Regions from separate parts of the Mus musculus genome. Here region 1 is linked to region 2. A link is a contact called in public HiChIP or PLAC-seq data. All regions are on one chromosome and are shown on one strand. Each heading gives the region's core, a stretch centred on a gene start, on an enhancer-like site or on the middle of the called end of the contact. The rest is flanking DNA. Distances are from core to core; before and after follow the strand shown. Region 1 overlaps Itga9 (integrin alpha 9). Region 2 holds the start of Itga9 (integrin alpha 9).

Region 1 (4,961 bases), core at 2,438-4,937, 63 kb before region 2:
GATCAGCACTGCAGAGGACCGAGGTCTGGTTCCCAGCAGCTGCATCTTCTCACAACCACAGGTAACTCCAGTTCTAGAGAAACCAGCACCCTCTTCCTACCTCACCCTCTTCTGACCTCTGAAGGCACTGCATCTGTGTGTGTGTGTGTGTGTGTGTGTGTGTGTGTGTGTGTATACATAAATATTATATACACACACAATTAAAAATAAAATATTTGAAAAAAACAATTTAGATATTCTTTTACATATGTTGGATGTACTCTCAAATTGGGTAAATTGGGGAGTCTATAACAATTTTTCTGGATTTAATAAACTATCAATTATCAATTAACTGATTGTTCCTTTCACTAGTGAAAAATATGAAAGGAAGCCCAAATCCACAATCCCATAGCATGGTTCACAGTGGAGCATCAATCTCTCTCTCTCTCTCTGTCTCTCTCTTTCTGTCTGTCTGTCTCTCTCTGTATCTCTCTCTATCCTCTCTCTGTCTGTCTGTCTGTCTGTCTGTCTGTCTCTCTCTCTGTATCTCTCTCTGTCCTCTCTCTCTCTTTCTCTCTCACACACACACGTATACCACATACACTTACCTGCACACACATGTGCACACACACCCCACATACAAACACACACCACACGTAGAGAGTCATCACGGTCCCTCCCACACTCACCATTGAGTACTTGGGGACAATCCCATTGGCATCACCATGATAGATGTAGACTGCGCCAGCAAAGTCCTCCTCCTTAGGTGCCCCGACAGCCACATCTGAGGGGGAGACAGCTGTTAGAGATGCCATGGAGGCTTTCTCAACCCCAGTCATCATGTCTGAATTCTATCTCGTCACAACTTCTCCACTATTCATTATTCAAACGTTAAATTGGGCAAATGGTCTCCTAACACTTAAAAGGTGGAAGTTTACAAAGGCTGAGGAGAGGTTACTCCTAGGAAAAGTGTCTCTCTTCATCCTCTGAGGGAAGGACATGGAAGCAATCCATAAAAGATTCACAAATGAAGAGGACCTGTCCTAACCTCTTTGTCTGTCACAATTCTACAGTTGGTGGCTAATGCCCAGAATCTTCCTTCCTTCCCACCCTTGGCTTCTAGTACGCCATATGCCTGATCCTGTAATACCAAGGGTGGGATCTGTGCATTCCCCTGACCCTGAGGTGATAGCCCTCTCACTAATGAAACCATCTGTGGCCAATAGTGTGATGGACTTGAAGAGCAGCTAGCCTAAGCAAGCCACATCCCTGCCCTGCAGAAGCAGCTCCTAATGTCTGTATACTCTACACATGGTGAGGGGATGAGGTACTAAAAAGACCAGAGAGAGAAGCCAAAAGTCTGTGGAGGGGACTATTGTCCAAGAAGAAATGGACATTAGGTCTATATACCACCCATTCTTCTGACACACACTGTACTCAACCAGGCTGATATTATCAGGGAAGACGATATCTAATACCCTCTTTATTCACTCCCCTAACAACATGATAGAGCATCCCAGATACAGAGTCAATGATGGGAAGAAGCCCGTGGACCAGTCCCAGAGGCCATAGCAAGCACATGGCACAGAGGGTGGAGCTGATGACAATGGATTATACAAAAGGTGCATTCTGGTGGCCAATCCATCTCTAAGAGTTGCCCACTCTCCCCATGGAGCTGCTGTGCCTTTGGGTGTAGAGCAGAAAATCCAGGAGCCAGTCACAAACAAGGGACAAAGTCAGAGCGTGACAAGTGGCTGCACTTGGAGAGACCCTATGCGGTCCTGCTCACCTGGGAACCCGTCATCATCAATGTCGCCCAGGTTGGCGATGCTCTCCCCAAAGTGCGCGTTGTAGGCGGCATCTCCAGTCAGGGTCAGCTGTTCCTCGAGGGCTCCCTGGGAAACAGGATCGAGTGGGGGAAGGAGGAGGGGGCAAAAAAAAAAAAAACCACAATAAAAACTTGGAGCTCAGAACACCACCCTCTTAGGGTACAGCTATGAACAGGAAACAGCTGGGCAACACCACAGGAACCCAAATATCTCTCCTCATGGCAAAATAAGGCCTTTCATCTATACAGTGAGAGTCTGGAACAGCCCGAGATATGTTATAGAGGAAAGGTAATAGCAGGTGAGCCAATGACTGAACCTCTCCTGGGCAAACTCAGACAGGCAAGCCTATCCTCTCCTCATCCCCACGATGCCTTTCTTCTCAGCTCTCTTTATAGCCTAACTCTTCCCCCCAAATCAGTTTTTGACTTCTTTGAGGCAGGGTCTCACGCTATAGCTCTGACTAGTCTTTGTGTAGATCAGATGGGCCTCAAACTCAGAGATCCTCCTGCCTCTGCCTACTGAATGATAGGATTAAAGGCGTGTGCCACCACAGCTGATCCGACGCTGTTTTAAGGTGCAGCAGAGCAAGAAACTGTGACCTCTGCGCCCTTCCATAATTCCCTACCTGACCTTTAAGCCACCTTCCCTTTTCCTGTGGTTTTCTAAATCATAAAGAGGAGGAGTCTCTGAGGGTCTCCCCTCCTCAGAGCAGGTGAACTGACTGTGTTTGTTGAAAAGAAGTTGCATGTGATGGTCTCCTAGGTCAAGGTCAGGAAGCGAGGAGACAGGCTCTGAGAGGAAAGGCCTCTGCCGCGCATCAGTGTCCCGCCCAGTGCCTCCCTGAAGCCGGTGTCTGAGGTCTTTGCACTCTTGAGCCTCCCACCCCAGGATGTCGATTTGAGATTAAGAACTCTCCTGTCTTTTCCTCAGGGCTGGCCTTGAATAAATCTATTTCCTCTCTCAAATTTTTGACTCTAGCTTTTGGTAGAGAGGTGAGGGGTAAGAACTGTAGACTCTGGTAACCAAAAGAGTACACGTTTGTCTATTTCCCCCTCTCTTGTGCCTCTTCCTAAAAGTCCCTGAGGTTGCTTTGCACAGGGCAGGCATTAGTAACCTTGTCAGAGGGTCCTGTTTCTATACCCAGTACCTCTGGGGTGAGGGGTCTATCACATTAATCTTAAAGCTCAGCTTTGAGATTCCTGGGCAAACACTGAGAGGGGTCAAGGGTGTATATGGCAGCAGAAGCCATTTGAGAATGCCCATGGTCCCCATGAATAACTGATATAGAAATACCAGGACATCATTATAACATGGCATCTTCCGGCTTAAGAATCTTTAGACCTCCCTGGTGTGGAGGCACTTTGGGCCTACCGTCTACCCATAGTCCACCACACCATGGTCTGTCTTTTGTTGTGACTACATTTCTACTACTATAAACAGAATTCACAGCTTGAAAAAAAAATATATAAAGATGTGATGATTGATTTATTGAATTAGTGAAACTCCACCTCAAAACACAAAAATGGATGTTCCTTGGTGTCTGGGAGTACTGGCATCAGGGCCCCTAACATACCAGAACCTTAGATGTCCAAATTTCTTATATGAAACAGAGTGACATTTGCATAGAACCTATGAATTCCCTCCCCTGTCCTTACCCCATGACTAGACTACTCACAATGTCCAATACAATGCAAATGATATGCAAATAGGTTTTACACTACATCATTCAGGGAGCAATGGCAAGGGAAGTCCAAGCATGTTTAGTAGCACACAATGGACTTCTTGTCCCTTGTGTTTAGTCTGTGATTGGCTAAATCCAAGAACCCTTGGGCACAGATGGCCAGCTTGTAACTCTTCCTGTTAGTGTGGTGGGGGAAGTCCCAAGGCCTTCTGTGTACATCTACCCATATACGGTGCAGCTCTCCTGGTTAGAGCATATGGCACTTCCTACTTTGTAGAGGAGGAAATTGGGGGGGGGGGGGGCGGGTCAATTTCAAGCTACTTGCTCATCCTTTGCTTAAAAGATTTGGCAAGGTTTAGATTTGAGCTCGGGCCTACCTACATCTTCACTCACCCATAGTGCCATATAATTACTAACCTAGTGGGCTATAGGTCACTAGAAAGAAGACCCTGGTGCATAGAGTGGTCATGTAGTAGTAAGATGGGGGTGGGGCATGTGTGATTAAACACTTGGATTCGGCTTCCTCATGGGTCCCCTGCCACTTCTGGTTGCTGCTCCGCCTCCCTCTTAAGAACCCATCCACCCCCACCCCTCCACCAGCTGCAGAGGGGAGAGAGGCATCTTTGCATCTCTCTCCCCCCACTTTGTGATTCTACAGGATAAGGGACATTATGCTTATAGCCTTTGGCCAGTTTATCAGCTGGTGTCCAGTATGAACTCCTTGCTGAACTAGGTAAAGGTCCTACTACCTCGACGCTCAACCCACATGCGCATCTTCCTGTTGGAAGCTCAGGCCCAGTCCACTTCACCTTTCTACTCAATTCCTACTGCTTCCTCGGGATTCCTCAGAGATAGCCTAGCACCTCTACGCTCTCCGGAAAGAGGCATAGGAACTCTCAGAGAGGTGGTACAGCCTGGAGAAGATGAAGCCAGCCTGCTGAGGCTCCAATCTCAGCCTCATTACTTTTTAGCTGTAAGGTTAGAGACAAGGGAGCTAACCTTTCCGAGCCTTGGTTTATCTCATCTGAAAAAACGGAGACCCTTACAACCATGTGTATATCACAGTGACATCACTTAGAGAAAGCAGGAAAATCGGAAATAACCAATAGTCATTGAGACTCTCCCTGGGTCCCACACTGAAGTGTCACACTGTATACAATCATCCACTAATGGATCATTAAGCTTTTCCAGGCAGGACCCAGGCCTTCATCTCCTCTGGGTAACATGGCCCAGTGCACGCCTTCCCTCAGGTGGGGTCCAGTGGGTTCATGTCACATGACTACACCGATGTCACTCCCCAACCCCTACCTCCTCATTGCCCACTTTGTACTCACATGTCCTTGGTTGAGGTAGACGGTGACCTGCCCCTCATCTCTGATCTCAGAAAACATGGGAGCCCCCACGAGCAAGTCAGAGAGGCCGTCCATGTTCAGGTCGACTGCACACAAGGAGGAGCCGAAGTAAGAGCCCAT
Region 2 (5,610 bases), core at 2,930-5,429:
TGTCTGCATCAAAACTGTTACCGATGCCACCGGGTTATTACGGTTTATCCACGGGGACAATTCTTGCTGTCCAGGGTATGGTGACAAGAGTCTGATCAATAGTACTTTGAACAAAGCTGGGCCTGGTTGTGTCATGAGTGGGGATACGGTTTCAGGAGCCAGACTTAACACGGGGGTTCTGAGAGGCAAGGTCACTCGTGTTCTCATGCAGGCATTGACTTCCCTCAAGAAGGAATAATTTGAGACCATGAAGAACTTAGTTACAGACCCAAGAGCTGACAGCTTCACTGCAGAGACACTTTGTGTGCTCTGTGACACACATGCACCTGTGGGTCTTATAGAAAACCCTGTAGACCAGGCTCAGACCCAGCTTGTCACTGCTGGGTGGTGGTAAACCTTTATGGGGTTAGGTCTGTGGGAAGTCTTACTCTTAAAAAGGACAGCCCGACCCCTGTCTCTTTCTCATTTTTGCCCTTCGAGAACTTCCACCACGATGTGTCCCCAATCCTGACAGAGCTAAGAAGCACCAGGGCCAACAACCACGGACTCCAGTCAGAATCCACACTGTGAGCCAAAACGAACCTCCTCTCTTTGTCAGTTTACTAGGGGTATTTGTTCCAGTGACAGAAACCGGTAACAAACCCGGACTCCTCAGCTCTGCCACCTGGTGTCTGGGTTCTCCCTGTTCTTTCCAGCAGATTCTCTGCCCTGTGCACAACACAACCAGGAGCCAGTTAACATGAAACGAAGGTCCCAAGTCACATCACAACTGAGAAGCTAAAGACCATCTCATCTGGCCGAGGGACAGACGATGCAATGTTACTTAACATCGGTCATCCTTTCCTGCCCAGGTTTCAGTGTCCTTTCTCCTATAGAAACCCCTTTCATTCCCCACCTTTGGACTCTAAACTTTCCAAGTTTCTCCACGAATTTTTTCTGCTCTTCCCCCGCACCACACCAGCCTCTGGCTAAGCAGCTACCAAACCCCAAGTCCTGAATCCCCCCCATGTTTCCCATTTCACGGGAACCTTTGTAATACAATACAGAATACTGTAAAACTGTCATCCTAGCTGACTGGGGAATTCTGATTCCAGGAATTGATTGGAAGGAAATAATTAAGAACGTCCACAGTGTTTCACTGTGAGAATGCTTACATATGTTGTTACAATTATAAACAACTGGAAATGACCCGGTAAGTTTAGAGGACAATGGGCTCCGGGACTACCTAATACTGAGAGACTTTCATTCAGTCATTAAGTCAATCAACCAACCCCAGAGTTGTAAGTAAAGGCAAAGATTTAGGGTAGATGCATATTTCACAAAACTAGGCCAGCGGCTACCTCTAAGATTATTCTCAACGTACAGAAATAAGAGTAAGCCCGGGGCTTCAGTCGGGGCTCCATTGACCTCACACTCCAGGGAAAAGGAGAAGAGAAGAAATGGGAGTTTCTCCTGCTTTAAACTCCACAAGCCCCCACTGGGAGTCACATCAGAAGAGGTTTATTTAGGAGCCAAGAGGGAAATGTAGGGGAAAGGAAGGAAGAAAGGGTATGGAGGACAGGTTTTCTTAAGCAGCAAGAGAATTCAACAAGAGACTGCAGCACTGTAGTGAGAATACAATCTGCTTCAAAGAGAATATATATATATAATATATATAATATATTCATATAGTTATATTATATATTACGTGTAATATATGTATATGGTTTATTATAATATATGTAAAACACATACACACGCTTTATATATATACATATATATATATATATATATACATATACATATACATATATATATATTTTTTTTTTTTTTCCCCCAGAGGGCTGCTAAAAATCTGAGGGACCAGCAGCACTCCAGTGCAGGGAGTGGTTGGTGGGCAGGAGAGGTACTTCTGAGGCCAGCTGCTTGTCACCACAGAAATGCCTGACCCTCTCCTGACAAGGTCAAGTCCCAGAATGGCCACCCTTACAGTGCGGTCCTGGGTGCCTGAGCATCAGGTCAAACCCTTTGTCACTGCAAAATCTGTTCACAACCTCGTGCATAACAAAGCAAGCTGAGCACCTCGTCTCTGCTCCTATATAGTTAACAACAGACAGAGAGGCTGTGACCTGGGGTTCATCCAAACCCAGGTGACAGAAGCCTGGCTCCTGTCCCTGGAACCAGATTGTTGCAGGGCACAGAGGCCAGCCATAGCCAGCAGTTCCCACTGGCTCCCACAGCTGCCTGCCCTTTCATTAGTAGCCCCCCACCCAGAACAGCCATTCAATTTCTGAAAGTTCCTCCCATGTGCTTTGTGCCGGGATCACACTGTGTGGGGTTCTGGGTGTATTCTACAAACTCTTTTTTTTTTTTTTTTTTTTTTTTTTTTTTGGTTTTTTGAGACAGGGTTTCTCTGTGTAGCCTGGCTGTCCTGGAACTCACTCTGTAGACCAGGCTGGCTTCGAACTCAGAAATCCACCTGCCTCTGCCTCCCAAGTGTTGGGATTAAAGGCGTGCGCCACCACACCCAGCTCTACAAACTCTTTCTATTCAGCCATAATCTATCTGTACCAAGCCCAGAGCCCATGGCAGACCTGGAGCCTTTGGAACATAGGAAAGTGTTCTGCCCTGCTGTCTGAAAAGGAAGGGTTTGGCAACTGCAGGAAGCAGCCTTGGCTGGTAACTGTGACTAGAATCAATGTCAGGAAGGGATGCAGAGGAGAGCTACACACAAGGACTTTGAAAGCTGGTTCTCTTGGAGGCCGCTCTCCTAAATACACGAAAGTGTTAATAAAGCCAGTCACAAAGTTCTCTTTCTCCAGGGTTCTGAAAGACCCGCATCCACAAGCCCCCGATTGCCTCGGCCCCTGTCCAATTCCGAGCAGAGACTCCCAGTAAGTTACATGTCCAAGCACACACACTGCCAGTCTCCATCTCCCGGCCTGCTGCTTCTAAAGATGCTCGCTCACGGGATAGCACCCTCAACGTGAACCAGCCATCTCCTGGGTCCACAGTAACATCATCTAAAATGAGGCTGGGGAGCTACTGAACTCTAGCTGCCTTGAATAGGTGGGCGTGGTGCATGGTGTGGCTCGTTCATTCCAAGGAAGTGGTCTATCCGCCTTCTCTAAGCGCTCCTGCTGTGGGGTCAGTTAACTTCACTATTGATGCTTAATGAGGGAGAGACTTATTCTTTTCTGCAGGCCCACCCATCTCGCTGGTTCAAAACTGTACCCCTTGATTAAAAACTTCAGCTTCCTAAATCTTGTCTCTAGACACGTGGGAGAGCTCCAGGCTGCCCACCAGCCACACAGTCTGCTCCTTGGGGGTCCTCTCTGCATCCCAGATCCTCTCAGAACTTTGTGGGGCCCCTGGGTACCTCTTCTGGAGATTCCTAAGCCACCAGGACCCACTCCCACCACACCCCTTGTTTCTCTGCTTCCTGCATGCTGCTGCCCTAGAGTTACATGAAGTGGTCCCCAAGAGCAGCCTGGCCTCCTAGGGGCCCCCCGGGGATCTGGGGCAGATGGCCAGCCCGCGGTGGCCCCTGGAAGGCAGACAGCCAAGTAACTTTGCTTTGGCGAGAGCGAAGCTGCGTCTGACTGCCCAGGGAGGACAGGGACCCCAGGGACGCCCCGGGCCTCGGAGAGCAGGCCAGGATGTCAGCGTGGCCGCCCGGACATTTAAATCGGCCCCGCGGGAGGTGGAGTGGAAGAGGCCGGAAAGGCGGCGGCCAACTTGGGGGACCACGGGGTGCCCACGCCAGGGTCGAGGATCCGCGGGAGACACTTACCAGCGCGTGTTGTCGTGGAAGTGCTCCAGCACCGCGTAGCCGAAGAAGGAGCCTGAGGGGCCCTGGAAGCGTACCGGGCGCTGCGCGTCCAGGTTGTAGGCGCCGGCCGGGACCCCCGCGGCCACCAGCGCCAGCAGCAGCGCGCGGAGCCCTCCGGCGCCGGTCCGCGCCGCAGCCGGGCCGCCCATCCCCAGCCGGCCGCCGCCCTGCGCCCTGCCCCGCGATCGGGGCTCCCGGGACACGCCGCTGCCCGGGGCGGGAGCCGTACGCTCCGAGTCTAAGCCCGGGACGCGGCGATGGGCTACAGCGAGAGCCGGAGCAAGGCCAGGGACGGCCGCCAGCGCCCCGCGTCCTCTCGATGCCCGCCGAGAGGTCTGCGCTCTCGGAAGGAGCGGGTCCCGGGCCCGGGCGGCACTGGACTGCGGAGAGGCGCGCCCGCGGGGTGGGCGGCCCGGGCGGCCCGGGCGGGACGGGTCCGCAGCGCCCCCTGCTGGACGCGGTCTCAGGCGCACCCCCGGGTCCAGGTTCTGGACCTCGGTGAACTGCATCCTCTCAATGTCCTAGGCTCTGCTGTGTCCAAGCTGGCTGGGTCTCTCTCCTTTTGTCTTACACTGAAAGTCTCTCTCTCACACACAAAGACCCAAAGCTACCCGAGCCAAGGATGGGTAAATATTCTGGCCCTGCCCATCTGGAAGCTCTTCTTCAGAGGCAACCGCTCAAGACCGCCAGTCAGTTGCTGTAAGAATTAGTCATGTGGAAGAGAGCAGAGCGTTCTTCCATACTCCCTGACCTGGCCAGCGCTTTCCAACTTGGCAGACATACAATACAGCCAGGTGTGCTCCCCTGTATGTGGGAGATTATGGTGAAGTATACGTTGCATAAAGTTTACGTCATAACCTCATTTTGGTTATGTGATCATCAATAGCTCATCTTGCAAATTAAATTATACATAAATTTAACAAGCACGCCCAGCCCAGTCCAGCCCCCGGCAAGTTTCATTTATCCCTGACTCTATGAAGTTGACTATTCCAAGTTTAATGTTATTGTTGAACTAACTCTTTACTCTGGTAAAATCACAACCCCCTCCCCATCCCTTCCCACCCTCTCCACTTCCAAAGTCTCATTCATACTAAACACACACGACGCCTTTATCTTTTTCTTTCTAATCAGGCTTATCCTTACAACAACAGTCAAAGCCTAGGGTAGGCAAGGTGGGGTGGGGGGGGGGTGCACATTCCAGAGTTATCCACTCGCCAGCAGTCTAAACACGGGGATCTTTACAGGTGAAGAGCCTCTTCCAGCTGTCATCAGAAGGGCTGTGACAAAGGAAGCCAGATCACCGCTAGCTTGGGAGCTGGAGGGAAGGGTCCATGAGGTAAAGAAGCCAGGCAGCTTCAAAAACTGGGGACAGAGAAATGTCTTCTCCTCTACCCCTTCCAGGAACGCAGGCCAGCGAGACCCATGACCTGTCCAGCATTGTTAGATGATCAATGTTGCTGTCTTAAACCACTGCAGTCAGGTAATTTGCATAGCTCGGATGCACTACTGCTGTCTTACTTGTGGTCAGTATTGCTGCAATGAAACACCATGTCCAAAAGCAAGTTTCAGAGGAAGGGGTTGATTCAGCTTGTACTGTTCATCATGGAAGGGAGTCAGGACAGGAACTCAAAACAGGGCAGGAATCTGGAGGCAGGAGCTGGTGCAGGGGCCATGGAGGGGTGCTGCTTACTGGCTTGTTCCCCATGGTTTGCTCAGCCTGCTTTCTTGTAGAACCCAGGACTATCACAGTTAGGAATGGCACAACCCACACTGGGCTGGGCCCTCCCTCATCAATCACC

Evidence for each region. HiChIP or PLAC-seq counts read pairs in DNA pulled down with a chosen protein or histone mark.
Region 1: a contact with region 2 is called in an H3K27ac HiChIP or PLAC-seq map of microglia, with 6 times the contacts expected there. The contact joins the enhancer-like site here to the promoter of Itga9 in region 2. A contact is called at or near these places in 1 of 39 promoter capture datasets (second pharyngeal arch cranial neural crest), 31 of 484 Hi-C or Micro-C datasets (the 63-12 cell line, B cells, CD4 T cells and 19 more), 14 of 115 datasets of contacts at active chromatin or transcription factors (CD8 T cells, the HPC-7 cell line, the SCID.adh cell line and 9 more) and 3 of 9 other capture datasets (adipose tissue, liver and macrophages).

The regions. Positions count from the first base shown.
Region 1 is chr9:118,668,612-118,673,572 of GRCm38.p6, reverse strand. It overlaps Itga9 (integrin alpha 9), which reads right to left. Exons shown (of 28, transcript NM_133721.2): 9 at 4,824-4,961; 10 at 1,769-1,874; 11 at 669-763. Among named protein-coding and RNA genes, the nearest start is that of Itga9, 64 kb to the right of the region's middle. Within about 2 kb of position 3,687, at least 30 of the 459 cell types and tissues checked have an H3K27ac peak or open chromatin away from gene starts, as enhancers often do. A contact at or near this core is called in B cells, CD8 T cells, Th1 cells and 5 more, where this site is marked.
Region 2 is chr9:118,605,278-118,610,887 of GRCm38.p6, reverse strand. Itga9 (integrin alpha 9) reads right to left here and starts at 4,179. Exons shown (of 28, transcript NM_133721.2): 1 at 3,773-4,179. The coding sequence starts at 3,960.